Regions from separate parts of the Hordeum vulgare genome. Here region 2 is linked to region 1. The links are chromatin contacts, called in public Hi-C maps. All regions are on one chromosome and are shown on one strand. The core of a region is the stretch at or near the end of the contact, and the rest is flanking DNA. Distances in the headings are between cores, read along the strand shown. Region 1 holds the start of LOC123395514 (cyclin-A3-2-like). Region 2 holds the start of LOC123394957.

Region 1 (7,670 bases), core at 3,816-6,315:
AACGTAACTGGGTGACTATAAAGGTGCACTACGGGTATCTCCAAAAGTGTCTGTTGGGTTGGTACGAATCGAGACCGGGATTTGTCACTCCGTGTGACAGAGAGGTATCACTGGGCCCACTCGGTAGAACATCATCATGAGCTCTATGTGACTAAGGAGTTAGTCACAGGATGACGTGCTACGGAACGAGTAAACAGAATTACCGGTAACGAGATTGAACAAGGTATGGGTATACCGACGATCGAATCTCGGGCAAGTTCTATACCGACAGGCAAAGGGAATTGTATATGGGATTGATTGAATCCTTGACATCGTGGTTCATGCGACGAGATCATCATGGAACATGTGGGAGCCACCATGGGTATCCAGATCCCGCTGATGGTTATTGGCCAGAGAGTGTCTCAGTCATGTCTGCATGCCTCCCGAACCCGTAGGGTCTACACACTTAAGGTTCGATGACGCTAGGGTTTTAGGAAATTGCTATACGAGGTTACCGAAGGTTGTTCAGAGTCCCGGATGAGATCCCGGACGTCACGAGGAGCTCCGGAATGGTTCGGAGGTAAAGATTGATATATAGGATGGATGGGTTTGGACGACGGAAATGTTTCGGGCGCCATCGGCAAAGTGTAGGGACCAACGGAAGGGTTTTGGAGGCCCACCGGGAGGGGCCACCAGCCCCAGGAGGATACATGGGCCAAGTGTGAGAGGGAACCAGCCCCTGGGTGGGCTGGTGCGCCTCCCACACATAGCCCAAGGCGCCTAGAGAGGGAAAGGGGGGACCCTAAGTCAGGTGGGCCTAAGGCCCACCAGGGGTGCGCCAACCCCCTCTCCCCCTCCTGGCCGCCACCCCCTCTCCCATCTAGGGCTGCCGCCCCCCTTTAGGGTGGGAAACCCTAAAGGGGGCGCCACCCTCCCCCCCTATATATAGCAGTTTTTTTGGCCTTTGAGAACACGGTTTTCCATCTCTCTCGGCGCAACCCTGTCTCTCTTCTTCCTCCTCTCCCACGGTGCTTGGCGAAGCCCTGCCGGGAGATCTTCCCCAACCTCTCCGGGATGCACGTGTGTTGAACGTGGAGGTGTCGTGATTCGGCACTAGATCGGAATCACACCGCGATCTGAATCGCCGCGAGTACGACTCCATCAACCGCGTTCTAGCAACGCTTCCGCTTAGCGATCTTCAAAGGTATGAAGATCCACTCACCCCTCTCTCGTTGCTGGTCTCTCCATAGGAAGATCTGAATATGCCGTAGGAAAATTTTGAATTTATGCTACGTTACCCAACAGAGTGTGTGTTAGAGGGGGTGCGAACCCTTCTGTCACAGGGGTGGGGTGGCTTATATAGAGTGCGCTACCCCTCATCAAGGCCCACGCAACCAAGGGTTCGAGTAGTGAAGGCAAAGGTGTGTGTTACTGTTAACGTACGTAATAAATGTTACTTATGTTGACCAGCCGAATGCGTGCCCTTTGGCCTCCTTGGAGTGACTTCTGAACTTTTGTGGTCGACTGGCTTTTGTATTCTTCCGAGTGGAAGTCTTGTGTCGAGTGGACAGAGCAAATCTCCGAGTGGATGCCCTACCAAGTGACTCATGGTGAGTCAGTCGGAATCTTCCTTGAAATATTTAAGTCCTTAATGATGTTCCCTTGGGTAGGACCTGTAGGTTAGGCCTATGACCCTACCCTAGGTACATATCCCCATCAATGCAGGTCTGCAACCTCAACGAGGTTTTTCTCCTCAACGACTTGTGCGCGTTCTTGTGTGGGTTGTGAGATCACCCCGTGTGCCTTGTTTTTTAAATGCTTTTAGCCTAGTTTTTCGTTAATTAATCGAATTTTTTTTATTCAATTCTCTTCACATGGGCTTATAGGGTGTGTTGAGTCTAAAGTTACTCAGCAAATGAATGAATCTCTGGATGCCCCCTTATGTGAAAAGGAAGTTGCAGATGCCTTATTTCAGATTGGTCCCATGAAAGCACGAGGACCTGATGGATTCCCGGCTCGTTTCTTTCAGTGCAACTCGGGAGTTCTAAAAAATGACATTACTGCCGCAATGTTGGAATTTTTCTCCACTTGACATATGCCACCCGGTGTTAACGCCACTGCAATTGTTCTGATTCCTCAAGTATCATGGCCAACAGATTTGAAGGACTTCAGACCAATAGGCCTATGTAATGTGGTTTATAAGGTAGTGTCGAAGTGCATCGTTAACCGTCTTTGTCCCTTGTTGATGGATGTAATCTTTGAACACCAGAGCGCGTTCATCCCAGGTCGATTAATATCTGATAACACCACCATCGCTTTTTAGTGTATCCATCATATTCAAACTCGCGCCAGGAGGATTCGTATTGTGCTTATAAATTGGATCTGTCAAAAGCTTACGATAGAGTGGGCTGGGATTTCTTGGAGAATGCATTGCTTAAATGGGGATTTTCTTGTACTTGCGTCAATCGTATAATGGTGTGTGTTAAATCTGTCAAGTACTCTATCAAGTTTAATGGGAAACTCTTGGATCAATTCTCACCTTCTCGTGGCCTTCGACAAGGTGACCCTCTATCCCCTTTTTTGTTCCTATTTGTGGCTGATGCTCTCTTTGCTTTGTTGAATAAAGCTATACGTGATGAGGGATTGGAAGCTCTGAAAATCTGCAGAAGGGCGCCGACAATATCCCATCTATTATTTGCAGATGATACCCTCCTTTCCTTTAAAGCGAGACCTGACCAAGCTATGATTGTCAAAGAGGCGTTGAGCACGCATGCAAGTGCGACGGGACAACTTATAAACCCGGTCAAGTGCTCCATCTTATTCTTCGACAATTGTCAAATGTATATCTTCGATAGCATAAAGAGCATTCTTGATATAACACAGGAGGTGTTCGACCCCAAGTATTTGGGCTTACCGATTCCAAAAGGCAGAATGAGTAAGGGTATTTTACAGCCCTTGCTAGCGAAATTAGCTAAACGATTTGAAGATTGGAGTGAGAGATATATGTCTATGGCGAGCAAGGAAATTCTCATAAAAAGTTGTAGCACAAGCAATACCTACATATACTATGAGCGTGTTCAAGTAACTCCTGTCAGTTTGTGATGAATTGACTCGTCTCATTAGGCAATATTGGTGGGGGTCGAAGAGGGAAAGAGGAAGATGGCATGGGTCTCATGGGATAAAATGATATTGCCGAAGTCTATGGGAGGCATGGGCTTTCGAGATATGAGGGCTTTCAACCAGGCCCTCGTGGCCAAGCAAGCTTGGAGACTTCTCATGAATCCAGGAAGGTTGGTTGCACGGCTTCTCATTGCTAAATATTATCCTATGGGCAGATTGGTCGACATGGTATTTACAGGTAACGCGTGTGCTATATGGCGTGGAATTGAACATGGTTTGGAACTAATCAAGAAAGGCATGATTTGGCGAGTGGGCAGCGGGAAGATGATTAAAGCGTGGAAGAATCCGTGGGCTCCAAGAGGCCCATCCTTAAGGCCAATCGCTTCTAAAGGGCATTGTCGGCTGAACAAAGTTTCAAATTTCCTCCAGGGCAATGGGAGCCGGGATATCGTGTTTCTGAACACTTTCTTTACCCCAGCTGATGAGCAAGTAATTCGAGCAATCAGAACCTCCCCAAGTCAAGAGGAGGATTTCATATCCTGGTTCCCTGGTAAGTTCGGCCAGTTTAGTGTTAAGTCCGCTTACCACCTAGCCATGCAAGAGCACATGCAGACTAATGGGAATGGTGCTTGCAGCGCGAGGTCTGAAGGAGATTGCCCTTGGTGGAACCTTATCTGGCACGGCAAAGTTCCAAACAAAATGTGTTCCTTTGCGTGAAGAGTGGTTGTAGATGCGTTGCCAACAAATGAATGCAAAGCTAGACACCATATCCCAGTGCAGGCTGCATGTCAGGTGTGTGGTGCGATGGAGGATAGTTCCTTCCATGCCCTGGTGATCTGCCCAAAATATCTGGAGCTTTGGGATTTGATGCGACAAGACTGGCCGCTGCAGGCTAAGGAGAAGCTTGTGGATACGGGCAAGGAATGTCTGTTCGGCATCCTGACCGACCACAACGAGGAAGTTCGTGCTATGATCATTATCCTGCTATGGCGGATTTGAAGTTTGCGTAATGATATGCTTCATGACAAGATGATCCCTCCACCAGAGATCTCACGATCATTCATCCTAAGCTACTTGAGTTCGTATAGCCACACTCAAAGGTATGGTATGGAAGACATACTCAAATGGAAGATGCCCGTAGTCGACACGCCGAGCTGCTCGGTTCTCATTCACAAGGAAATCAAACCATGGCCAAAACCACCTCTAGGTTGGGTGGCCTTATCGGTGGATGGAGCTTTTGTAAAGGAAACCGAGAGGGCAGGTTCATGTATGATTCCGACAGACTCGGAAGGCGCAGTCCTATCTATACCATTGCAAGGATGCCCCTGAGTCCGAAATGAGTGCTGTCCTCGAAGGAGTCTCTTTCAGTGTGCAACATTCTGATCTTCCTATAATGATTCAATCTGATAGCTCCATCGTGGTGGCGGCGCTTACAGATGGCTCTCTCCAACGATCTGCTTACGATCATCTTATGATGGAAATCAAGAAGCTTTTGAAATCGTGTGGTTTTATTCCGCAGAAGATTGATCGTCTTTAAAATAAAGTTGCTCATAGTCTAGCTAATATAGGTTGCTCTCGAGGTAGCACCATCTGTTGGTTGCGCCGTGTTCCAGACAATACCACACATCTTATTTTAACAGATTGTAACACTATTTCAGAGGAATAAAACTCTTTTATCCTGCAAAAAACATAAAATAAAGAACCACATGAAAAAAAACTCGCAGTCTCTCGCAAAAAGAAAGAGAACAGTAATATTTTAACAACGATGACATCGCCACCGAAATACAATTTCGCGGCCGAAAGAATACTGGGCCAGGAAAAGAAAAAACCCTATTGGGAGGAGTGTGCTGTTTCGTGCTGGAACGCGGAAGGCCCAGTACGATTTGGGAGGGGGGGAGCTGGCAGGCGCCGCGGGATTTCCGCATTATTTTAAAACTTTTACCGCCCACCTCTCGCCAGCACGTGCGCTCCACTCGCCCAAAATCCCCCAAATTTCTCCAATCCCACCAAGCGAAACCAGACCAGAGCTCAACCCAGCGCCGCGCGGGCTTCTTCTCCCTCCTCCTCTTCGAATTCGCGTGTTTTGGCGGCCATCTTCCCTCCCATTCCTCCAATCCTCTCTACATAACCGCCTCCGCCTCCCGCCTCCCACCTCCCCCGCCGCGCACCGAATCCCAAAGCCCTACCCCGGTGAGCACCAGCCCGCCGACCATGGCCGACAAGGAGAACGCGGCCCCCGCGGCGGGCCCCCGGCTCACCCGTGCCGCGGCCAAGCGCGCCGCCACCTGCTCCGCGGGGCCCTCCGGCGGCGCCAAGCGGAAGCGGGTGGCGCTCAGCGAGCTCCCCATCGTCTCCAACGCGGGGGTCGCCCTCCGCCAGCCGTCCAAGCCCGCCAAGCCCGCGGCTGCGGCCGAGGGGGAGGACGAGCACGGGGACGTGAGCAGGTGCGCGTCCACCTCGCCGTCCCCCGCCGGGGAGGAGGTCAGCGGCGGCGGGGGCCGCGGCGAGGCCCAGCTCAGCGGGTCCTACGCCTCCGACATCTACACCTACCTCCGCACTATGGAGGTACGGCACTCCCATTCCCGATCTCCATTCCTGGCCGTCGGATGCCTCGATCCGCTGGCGCTGGGGTTAGGTGGGAACCACTGCTCTGAGGTCTAATCGTTGGTTCGTCCAAATGTGGGTGTGCAGGTGGAGGCGCCGCGCCGGCCGGCGGCGGATTACATCGAGACGGTGCAGACCGACGTGACGGCCAACATGCGGGCTATCCTAATCGACTGGCTCGTCGAGGTCGCCGAGGAGTACAAGCTCGTCGCCGACACGCTCTACCTCACCGTCTCCTATGTCGACCGCTTCCTCTCCGCCAACCCGCTCAGCCGCAACAGGCTGCAGCTCCTTGGCGTCGCCGCAATGCTCATTGCCTCGTAAGCGCAGCCTCCCGTTCCAATGCCTTGAAGGGTCCGAAGAGATTTTGAGGATTGATTGAGTAGGGTTGGCTTTGGGGTGGTTGCAGGAAGTACGAGGAGATCAGCCCCCCGCATGTGGAGGACTTCTGCTACATCACTGACAACACCTACACCAGGCAGGAGCTCCTCACCATGGAGAGCGACATACTCAAGCTCCTCAACTTCGAGATAGGCAGTCCGACCATCAAGACCTTCATTAGGTGGCATACTGTCACTGATCCAATAGTTCATAATCTCTGCCTATTTTCATTCTGTGTCTAACTGAATCTTTGTGCATTCCCCCCCATGTTTTGCTTATTTCAGGCGGTTTACAAGATCTGGACCAGAAGACAAGAAGGTGACTACTACCAATCCTTTAAATCCTCCATATTGGACCCATCTGGTTTAATTCTTCCTCAACTGCTTATGTGTGTGGATGCCTGAAGTTATTTTTGCATGCTTGTCACAGCGCTCCAGCTTATTACTGGAGTTCATGGGTAGCTATCTTGCTGAGCTGAGTCTTCTGGACTACAGCTGTCTCCGGTTCTTGCCATCAGTGGTTGCAGCTTCATCAATTTTTCTTGCTAGGCTGACCATTGGACCAGACACTAATCCTTGGGTAAGAGTGGAGACGTAGAATGTCAAAGCTTTGAATGTTGCTTTCGACATTTGAAAGTTGTCAAAGCTAAAGCTATCCTGTGATTATGTGGTTGCAGGGCAAGGAAATGCATAAACTGACGGGCTACGGGGCATCAGAGCTGAAGGATTGCATTATAGCCATACATGATTTGCAGCTCAACAGAAAAGGTCCATCATTACCAGCAATTCGGGACAAGTATAAGCAACACAGGGTATGCTCAACTCCAGCAGTTATGTAATATTCTTCTCATGTTGTTATACTTGTATTGTTTGATCTAATACTCTAATCATTTGCGACAGTTCAAATGTGTATCGATGTTGCTTCCTCCTGTCGAGATCCCTGCATCATACTTCCAAGACTTAACAGAATAGCTGTTCCTGGACCGCTCCACTGTAAAGCTAATAACTCCGAGCTCATCTTGAGCTCCTTGGGATAAGGGAGGATTACAGTTTCAGAGCAGGTTCTCAGACAAGTTAGAATGCTGGAAGCTGTTTAGACGCTGGAGGTTTTAAAGCCTAACCAGGAGCTTTTCAAATTCATTTAGGAGCTAGGCTTATCACAAGTAGGAGGCCAGGCATTCTCTTCTTTTGTAGAATTGTACTTGTGTATTATATCTTAGAACATTGTGCCTTGGTCTGTTTGGCCACATATCTGTAATGTTTGATATATGTTGATCCATTGCCTTTGCTGATTCTTTTTCTTTTGATTCATTACCTGTGAGTGTGCTTACAGTACCTATGACCTACCTTTCTACCAAGGGGTTGTATTAGAGATAGGCCTAAATAACATAGCTTGCATGAATAATCATACTCCCTCCATTTCTAAATGTAAGTCTTTTTAGAGATTCCATTAGGGGACTACATACGGAGCAAACTGGGTGAATCTACAATCTAAAATGTGTCTATATACATCCATATGTACTCCTCTAGTGAAACTTCTAAAAAGACTTATATTTAGGAATGGAGGGAGTACTTGGCATGATGTTT
Region 2 (7,670 bases), core at 3,431-5,930, 290 kb before region 1:
AAGATGGGGGTTATTATTCCTGATAATGATTTTGTTAATATTGATGTAATTAGGGAGTTGGAGAAGTTTAGGAATAATAATTATAGCAAGGAGAGAGTAGACAAAGTAGAGGTTGAGGAGAATATGAATAATACGGTTCTGGTTAATGCTAATGGTGAACCAACTCTGCTAGATTTAAACTGGGTGGATGAAGTTAATATTGAGGATGATGAGTTTACGCTAGTGCGCTATAGAAAGAAAAATAAACTGAAAAAACCTGTTGTGATTGCTAGGCCTGTTACTAGAAGCCAAAAATATGAAACATCTTCAGCTAAGAAGGAGGGTGCCCCTACTGTGCTTCCTAGTAGGGTCCCCAAGGAGAGGAAAAAAATCAAAATGAGTAATATGAATGGGGTACTGTAGGGGAGCAGGTAGGAAGGGGATGGCTACCTGTTTCGCAGACATCATTAAAGACCATTCTCTTGATTTTATTGGGATCCAAGAAACCAAGAAGAGGGAGTTTCCTGCTAAGTTCTTAAATAGAATGGATCCTTTTGGTAACTTTGTGTGGAATTACTTACCCTTTGTGGGGAGATCGGGGGGTATCCTGTGTGAGGTCAAGAAGGAGAGCTTGGAAATGGTTTCCTGGATGGTAGGGAATTTTCTGGTTCAGGTAAATGTCTTTGATGTGAAGAAGAAGTGTATGTGGGCTCTGATTGTGGTTTATGGAGCTGCCCATGATGATCGTAAAGAATAATTCCTAGATGAGATGCTTGTTACATGTAGTAACATTGATATCCCTTATATTATAGGGGGTGATTTTGATATCATAAGAGGGATGCGCGATAAGAATAAGAAACCTGGCAATCTTAAGTTTACTGAAAAATTTAATGATGCCATTCATTCCTTGGGTCTGAGAGAGATTGATATGGGTGGCGGTAGATATACGTGGACGTATAAGCAAAATCATCCTACTTTGGAAAAATTGGATAGGGTGTTAATGAGTTTTAGCTGGGAAGACCTGTATCCTTTGGTTTCTGTTCGAAAGCTGGCGAGGGAGGTGTCAGGTCATAACCCTTTGCTGCTGACCATGAAATCTGATAAGAGGGGACCTCCTGTGACTCGTGAATTTATATTTGAATTTTCCTGGCTAAAAAAATGAAGATTTCCTTCCAAAAGCAAAAAGCATTTGGGAACAATATGTTAGGGCATAAGACCCTATTGATGTTCTCAATATTAAGTTGAAGCGCATTAAGAAATACTTTAAAGGCTGGGGGTCCAACAAGTTTGGACATAGTAGGAAAAGGAAAGGTGAAATCAAAAAAAAGCTAGAGGAGATTGAGAGGTTGGAAGAAATGGGTCCAGTAGATCCTGTAGTTTATGAAAAGAGGACCATAATGTGTGCCAAGTTTAATGAAATCTTAGCTAATGAAGACCTACTTTGGCTCCAGCAATCAAATGAGAGGTGACTGTTAAAAGGGGACCGAAACACAACCTTTTTCCATTGAGTTGCCAATGGGAGGAAGAGGAAGAATACGATTCATTCATTTGTGAATGGAGATGTGGTGATTGAGGGGACCTCTAACCTGTTGGCACATGCCAGTGAGTTATACAAAGATTTGTTTGGTCCTGCTAATGGGAACATGTTTCACCTGGACCCGAATACTTGGTCGATGGAGGAGAAAATTAGTATTGAAGATAATGATTTCATTACTAGAGAGTTCACGGAGGAGGAGGTGAAGAAGGCTTTGTTTTCTATGGAAAGCAACAGAGCCCTGGGACCCGATAATATTCCAGCTGAATTTTATAAGCATTGTTGTGAATTTGTTAAGCATGATTTGATGAAGTTGTTTGAAGCCTTTCATAACAATTCTTTAGATGTGGCTCGCCTAAACTATGAGGTGATCACTTTGCTTCCTAAAATGAATGGAGCTAAAAAGATTCAGCAATACAAACCCATTTGTTTATTCTGGTGCCCATATAAGCTAATAACGAAGGTTTTGAATGACAGGGTGGCATTGTATTCTGATGTTTTGATTAGTAGACATAAAAATGCGTTCATTAAGCATAGGAATATCATGGATGGCATCTTGACTTTGCATGAAGTTTTGCATCACACGCAACATGGAAATAAAGTGGGGATAGTGTTGAAGCTAGATTTTGAAAAAGCTTATGATAAGATCAACTGGGACTTTCTCCTGGAGTGTCATAGAAATAGGGGTTTTGGAGACACTTGGTGTGGCTGGGTGAAGAAAATCTTGTATGATGGCACGGTGTGCATTAAACTGAACAATGAGAAAGGTCCATATTTTCAAAGCCATAAAGGGGTTAGGCAGGGTGATCCTTTTTCTCCTTTCCTGTTTAATATTGCTCTTGAGGCATTGTCTAAGATGGTGAGAAATGCTCAGAGGGAGAAACTCCTTACTAGTCTTGCTCCTGATCTTATTGATGATGGGGTTGCAATTCTCCAGTATGCAGACGATACAATTATATGTTTTGAGCATGATGTCAATGCGGCTGTTAATCTGAAACTCTTGTTATACATGTTTGAACCGATGTCGGGGCTGAAAATTAATTTTGAGAAGAGCGAGATTTTATGCGTGGGAGGTGATGAGGATACCCTGAGTACATATGCTGACATGTTTAATTGTCAAATTGGACATTTCCTCATGAAGTATTTGGGGGTGCCAGTAAGTTTTACTGGCCTCAGGAATCTAGATTGGATGTTTGTAGATGAAAAGTTTCTTAAATGCTGTGAGGCTTGGATATGTAATGCAGCCTCCTCGGGGGGTAGGCTGATCCTGATGAATTCATCTCTTACCAGTATAGTTTATTACTACATGGCGATGTTCTTGCTTCCTAAGATGGTCATCTACAAACTTGATAAGCACAGGAAGAAATTCTTTTGGAGAGAATTTGAGGGGAATAAGAGATATCACTTGGTTAGATGGGATCGCATTTGTAGATCTAAGAAGAAAGGAGGCCCGTGAGTGAAAGGTTTGCGTAAACAGAACATTAGTCTCCTTGTTAAGTGGCGGTGGAAGTTGGAAACGCAACAAGGGTTGTGGCAAGATGTGATCAGAGCGAAGTATCTCAGAAGAGATGATGTGGCCTCAGTTACTAGTAAAATTGCGGACTCTCCTATTTGGAAAGCTATTATGAAAGTTAAGCCTCATTATATGGCTGGTAGGGAAGTGGTGTTGAAATCTGGTAATATTACTAGGTTGTGGCATGATTCTGTGAATGCTAAACCCCCGTTAAAAAATACCTACGCTGATTTGTTCTATATTTGGAATCAAAAAGATATTACTGTGAGGGTTTTTAAAGCGGGGGAGGGGGATGATTTCTTCAGGAGATAGATGACTCCTTTGTTGGCTGGCCAATGGGCTGAGCTGAAAAGGACTGTTGATGACTGGGTCATCTCTGATGAACTAGATCAAATTTGTCTCGAAGCTTGGGGGTGGAAAAAGGTTTTCTACTAAATCTGTGTATGAGCATTTAGAAAGTAATATTGCTGGTTGTGACTTTAGATGGATCTGGAGAGCAAAATTGCCTCTGAAGATCCAGATTTTCCTATGGCAACTGTTTCAGGATGCTATTCTCACGCGTGATGTGATGGAAAAAAGAAAGTGGAAAGGTAATCCTAGATGTTCATTTTGCTCGGAGAGGGAGACTTCGCAACATCTATGCTTTACTTGTCCTGTGGCTAGAGTGGCATGGAGAACTGTGGGTTGTATGCTTGGCACAAGCAAGGGCCCTAGTAATCTTTGACAGTTTTATGCTTGGTGCTATGCTTATATGCCTAATGGGGCTAGGTTTTATACTTGTGCTCTTGCTGCTATTTGTTGGGCATTGTGGAATTGCCGCAATCGTGCGACCTTTGAGAATAAGAAGCTGAGGTCTCCTTTTGATGTTATTTACTCTGCTTGTGGCTTCCTAATGTATTGGGCAGGGCTGTTGACGGGGGAGGACAAAGATGCAATGGAGCGAGGGGTGAAGATGCTGAAGAGCAATGCATCGACTTTGATGAGGATCTGTGTGGCTCCAGAGGAGGCTTGATGGTGGGTTTATCCTGTTTTGATGTTTGGTTCTGGTGAGTAGTTCAGGAGTTTGTGTGCCTCCCTGCGTGGAGTGGATTCAGGCGATGACCTGTGTTTCTTCTGGAGCTTCTTATACTATCTTGAATTGCTGTGTGCGATGAGTGGGTGTTCTTGGGTTTTCGCCCTACGGTAGGTTGCTCGATGACGAGTGCCTATGTGTGGGTTTTCCAAGAGTGCTTTGGACTCGCACCCCTTTTCTGGTTTTCCTTTTGGTTTGGATACTGTATTTCCGTTATGTCAAAGTAATGGAAAGGGGTTGTCCGGTTCAGAAAAAAGAGAAATTAACAAGGTTGTCACAAACGTCTTCGTAGTCGAAGAGAACACCTCCATCTGATTTTTCTGGGCTTGACATTAATATTTGTATTTTTTAAAATTTATTTTAGGTCTTTCGTCGATATGTCTTTAATGAAAGAAGACGTTTCCGTCGACTACAAAGACGTATATAACGACTTTATCAATGTTAACATAACGTGTCGACTGTGTCTTTTAAGGTGTTCATAGATATAGAGTGTACGAGTGTAGGCTTATAAGGTTGGCTGTATGCTCGGCCGACTTCTGTGTATAAAAGAACTCGGATCTGATTTTCGTTAGACGCAAGTCTGTGCGCCGCGGTACACGGGAACTTGGCCTGCTCTGCTGGCGGAGGTGCGCCAGTGGTAACTCAGTAGGCGACGCGGTGGGTGAAGGTGACGCGACGGTCCACGCGAGGCCATACGTGGGAAGGCCGGAGCGCGTCCACGCGTTACGCCCGGCCGGGCCCGCATGGCAAGCGAGACACGAGCTGGCGCTTATCCTGGGTCCAGCTAGGCGCCCGCACGAACCACCACCCACCAACCAAGCACCAGACCTCGCGAGACAATCAGAGGGGTCTCGCCGCCGGCGACGGCCGCCCGCACATGCCGATCTCCGCCGGCATCCGCGCGCCGCCGCAGGGGGCGGCCGTGCACGTCCCCGGGCGGCGGCTCCTCGGCGCCCCCGTTCCTCAACTGGCGGCGGGCGGCGGCGTCCGGCGCAGGAGGCTCGGGGTCGTGGTGGCTGCGGCCTCCTCCGCGGCGTCGCCCGACGAGCTCTACGCCCGCGGGAGGCATCTCCACGGGTTCCCCGAGGTGAGCGCGATGCCGATGCCGATGCCGATGCCCCTCCGTGGAGCGGGTGTCTGTCCGTAGTAGCGAAACGAAACTCTGCCCCTTTGTTTGAGCAAATACAAATTGCTATATACTATATTCATGTGTGCAACTCTACAATATAATAAATTATCAAAAAAAGATCTTGTAGATAGAAACTAAAATCATAAGCAGCATAGAATAGGTTACCTGTAGATTGAGGTGTCTCCAGACAGGCGTGAGGAGGTTATTTACCTCCCACTCACAAAGAACTAGATTCTTGTGAGCCTCCAGCCTTCCACTGGAAAAGGTTATCTGGAATAGGATTAGCATCTTTTAATCCTATCGAATCGATGTGCCGATACTGTTCATTATTATGACGCACTTGTACTGTGTGCAGAAATCTTCACTTTGGAACTTGATAAAAGATGTAGAACCTTTGGATCTAAGTGTAGTCCAGAGAGATGTTCCTCCTGAAACTGTGGATGCAATGAAGAGGACTGTTTCGGGCATGTTGGGCCTGCTTCCGTCTGATCAGTTCCGTGTTGTCGTGGAGGCCCTTTGGGATCCCTTCTTCAAGTTGGTGATATCTTCAATAAAGACAGGGTATGCTTTTCTCCTGAATCATACCATTCCTATAGATTATAGTTGAATTTGATTGTCTCTGGTCAAAAGAAGATGCATTTTGGCATGGCTACCTTTTGCAATTGTGTGCATATAGAAGTAGCAAATTACTTGATGTGGAATCTAGGTCAACCCGTTATGTGAGGTGGACTGGGAAAGTACGCCATTAATGGTAGGCTGGTAGCCTGCTCTTATTATCTTTGTGTAGGAAATCGAAATTCAACTGTCACTACTCACTGTAAAAAGGGCAATTATCAGAACAGTTTGCTGCACTTTGAGTCACACATGTCAAAAACATGTTTTAAGGGTGTGAACTGTGGAATCCAATTCATGTTGCATAGTTTCTTCGAGTGTCCGATTTTAATGCTGGTACAGTTGTTGTCTTGTGTACTTAGACGTTTGTCACATAGAATATGCAAATCCTGCTTGATATTTTCCATGCCCTTCCATTTGTTATTGAATGACTACATTGTTTTCATAATTTGAGAAGCAGCAGATGAAAACATGCTAACTGAACTTAATCATTCAGACTTCAGTCTGAAATACTGACCTTGATCAACTTTTTTTCATGTGGTAATAGTTGTTAGTAAGAAAAAGATCGAAAACTTTGCTTTCTTCACTTCTCTAAAACAAGACAGGAAATTTGAACAAGCTCCTGCTCCTTGGTACCTTTTGCTTTGTTATATGCACACCTGGCTTGCACTGCCTACTCACAAACATGATAAACATGCCAGGGATAATTATCACCTAAAGTTACTTTGTCTGTGTTTCAGGTACACTCTGTCTAATGCTGAATACAGGCTCTCCCTTGAAAGAATCCTAGAGTTGTCTGATGATGAAACCGAGTGCAAGGAAAGAGATAGCACTGAATATAGCCACAGTGACCTCAGTTTGGGAGGATCTATTTTGAGATTATCAGAAGATGATGAAGCGACTAATGAATCAGAAAAGAGGCATGCCAATTTATTATCAGAAAATATGGATGGATTAGATAGCTTAAATGCTCAAGCAAAAGAACATATTCTCCAGTTGCAGTGTCGCTTGGATTCTATGGAAAGGGTAACATCTATTTCATTCTTAATTTGGCAATATAAGATGATTGTTACTCCGACTGTTTCACTATCTCTCTCGATCTCTCCTACCTCGGTAACTCCATTTCAAAATGCCCGTGTGTTGAGGAAATCAGTAGTGTGGTTATTGTGTTGACTCCATTCTATACCCCTGTCAATTAACGTTGGGAATGGTTATATAAATAAATATATTTAGTAGAGATATGCATTATGGTCATTTCTTATTAACTTTACTCAGGATTAGTGTGAAGGACAGGCCTGGTGCAGTGGTGAAGTACTCCCCACTTGTGCCATGAGGTCTTGTGTTCGACGTGGCCTCTCTGCATTGCACTGTGCAGGGGTAAGGCTTGCCTCGTATAATCCTTCCCCAGAATCCACCTGGTGTGGGAACTTGTAGCACTGGGTCTGTCCTTTTCTCAGGATTAGTGGTCTGTAAGCATAGTAGGCCGAGGATAGATATAGTAAAACAGAGGGAGTTCTCAGTTTTAGATGTTTATTCTGTTTTTATGAGTAGCCCTATGTATTAGCTATCAAAGCCATGGTGCATTTTTTGCACAGTTACCTTTTTGTATCAAGAATTCCTGCCTGGCACAAGAAGGCTAGTTTATGTAATGCCTGAGGTCATCTTACTTTCTTCAGCGAGAAATTAGTCCCATTTCTGTTCTTTATAATCTTCTTGCCTTAAGTTTCCACTCATCGACCATTGCTTGAGAATTTTATTGGGATGCTTATTCTATTTTCAATCCTGCAGGAGCTACATGAACTCAAGAAGAAAAATTCTTCCCTGCAAATGC

The links. Hi-C and Micro-C count contacts between places; a contact is called where the count stands out from the background.
Region 2: a Hi-C map of leaf shows a contact between it and region 1, with 4 times the contacts expected there. The contact joins the promoter of LOC123394957 here to the promoter of LOC123395514 in region 1. A contact is called at or near these places in 3 of 6 Hi-C or Micro-C datasets (leaf and seedling).

The regions. Positions count from the first base shown.
Region 1 is chr5H:70,579,911-70,587,580 of MorexV3_pseudomolecules_assembly, reverse strand. LOC123395514 (cyclin-A3-2-like) reads left to right here and starts at 5,065. Exons shown (of 7, transcript XM_045090516.1): 1 at 5,065-5,664; 2 at 5,791-6,023; 3 at 6,113-6,265; 4 at 6,369-6,402; 5 at 6,514-6,663; 6 at 6,761-6,895; 7 at 6,984-7,375. The coding sequence starts at 5,311. The coding sequence ends at 7,055.
Region 2 is chr5H:70,871,752-70,879,421 of MorexV3_pseudomolecules_assembly, reverse strand. It overlaps LOC123394957, which reads left to right and starts at 4,680. Exons shown (of 6, transcript XM_045089862.1): 1 at 4,680-5,185; 2 at 5,583-5,788; 3 at 6,580-6,865; 4 at 7,628-7,670. The coding sequence starts at 4,976.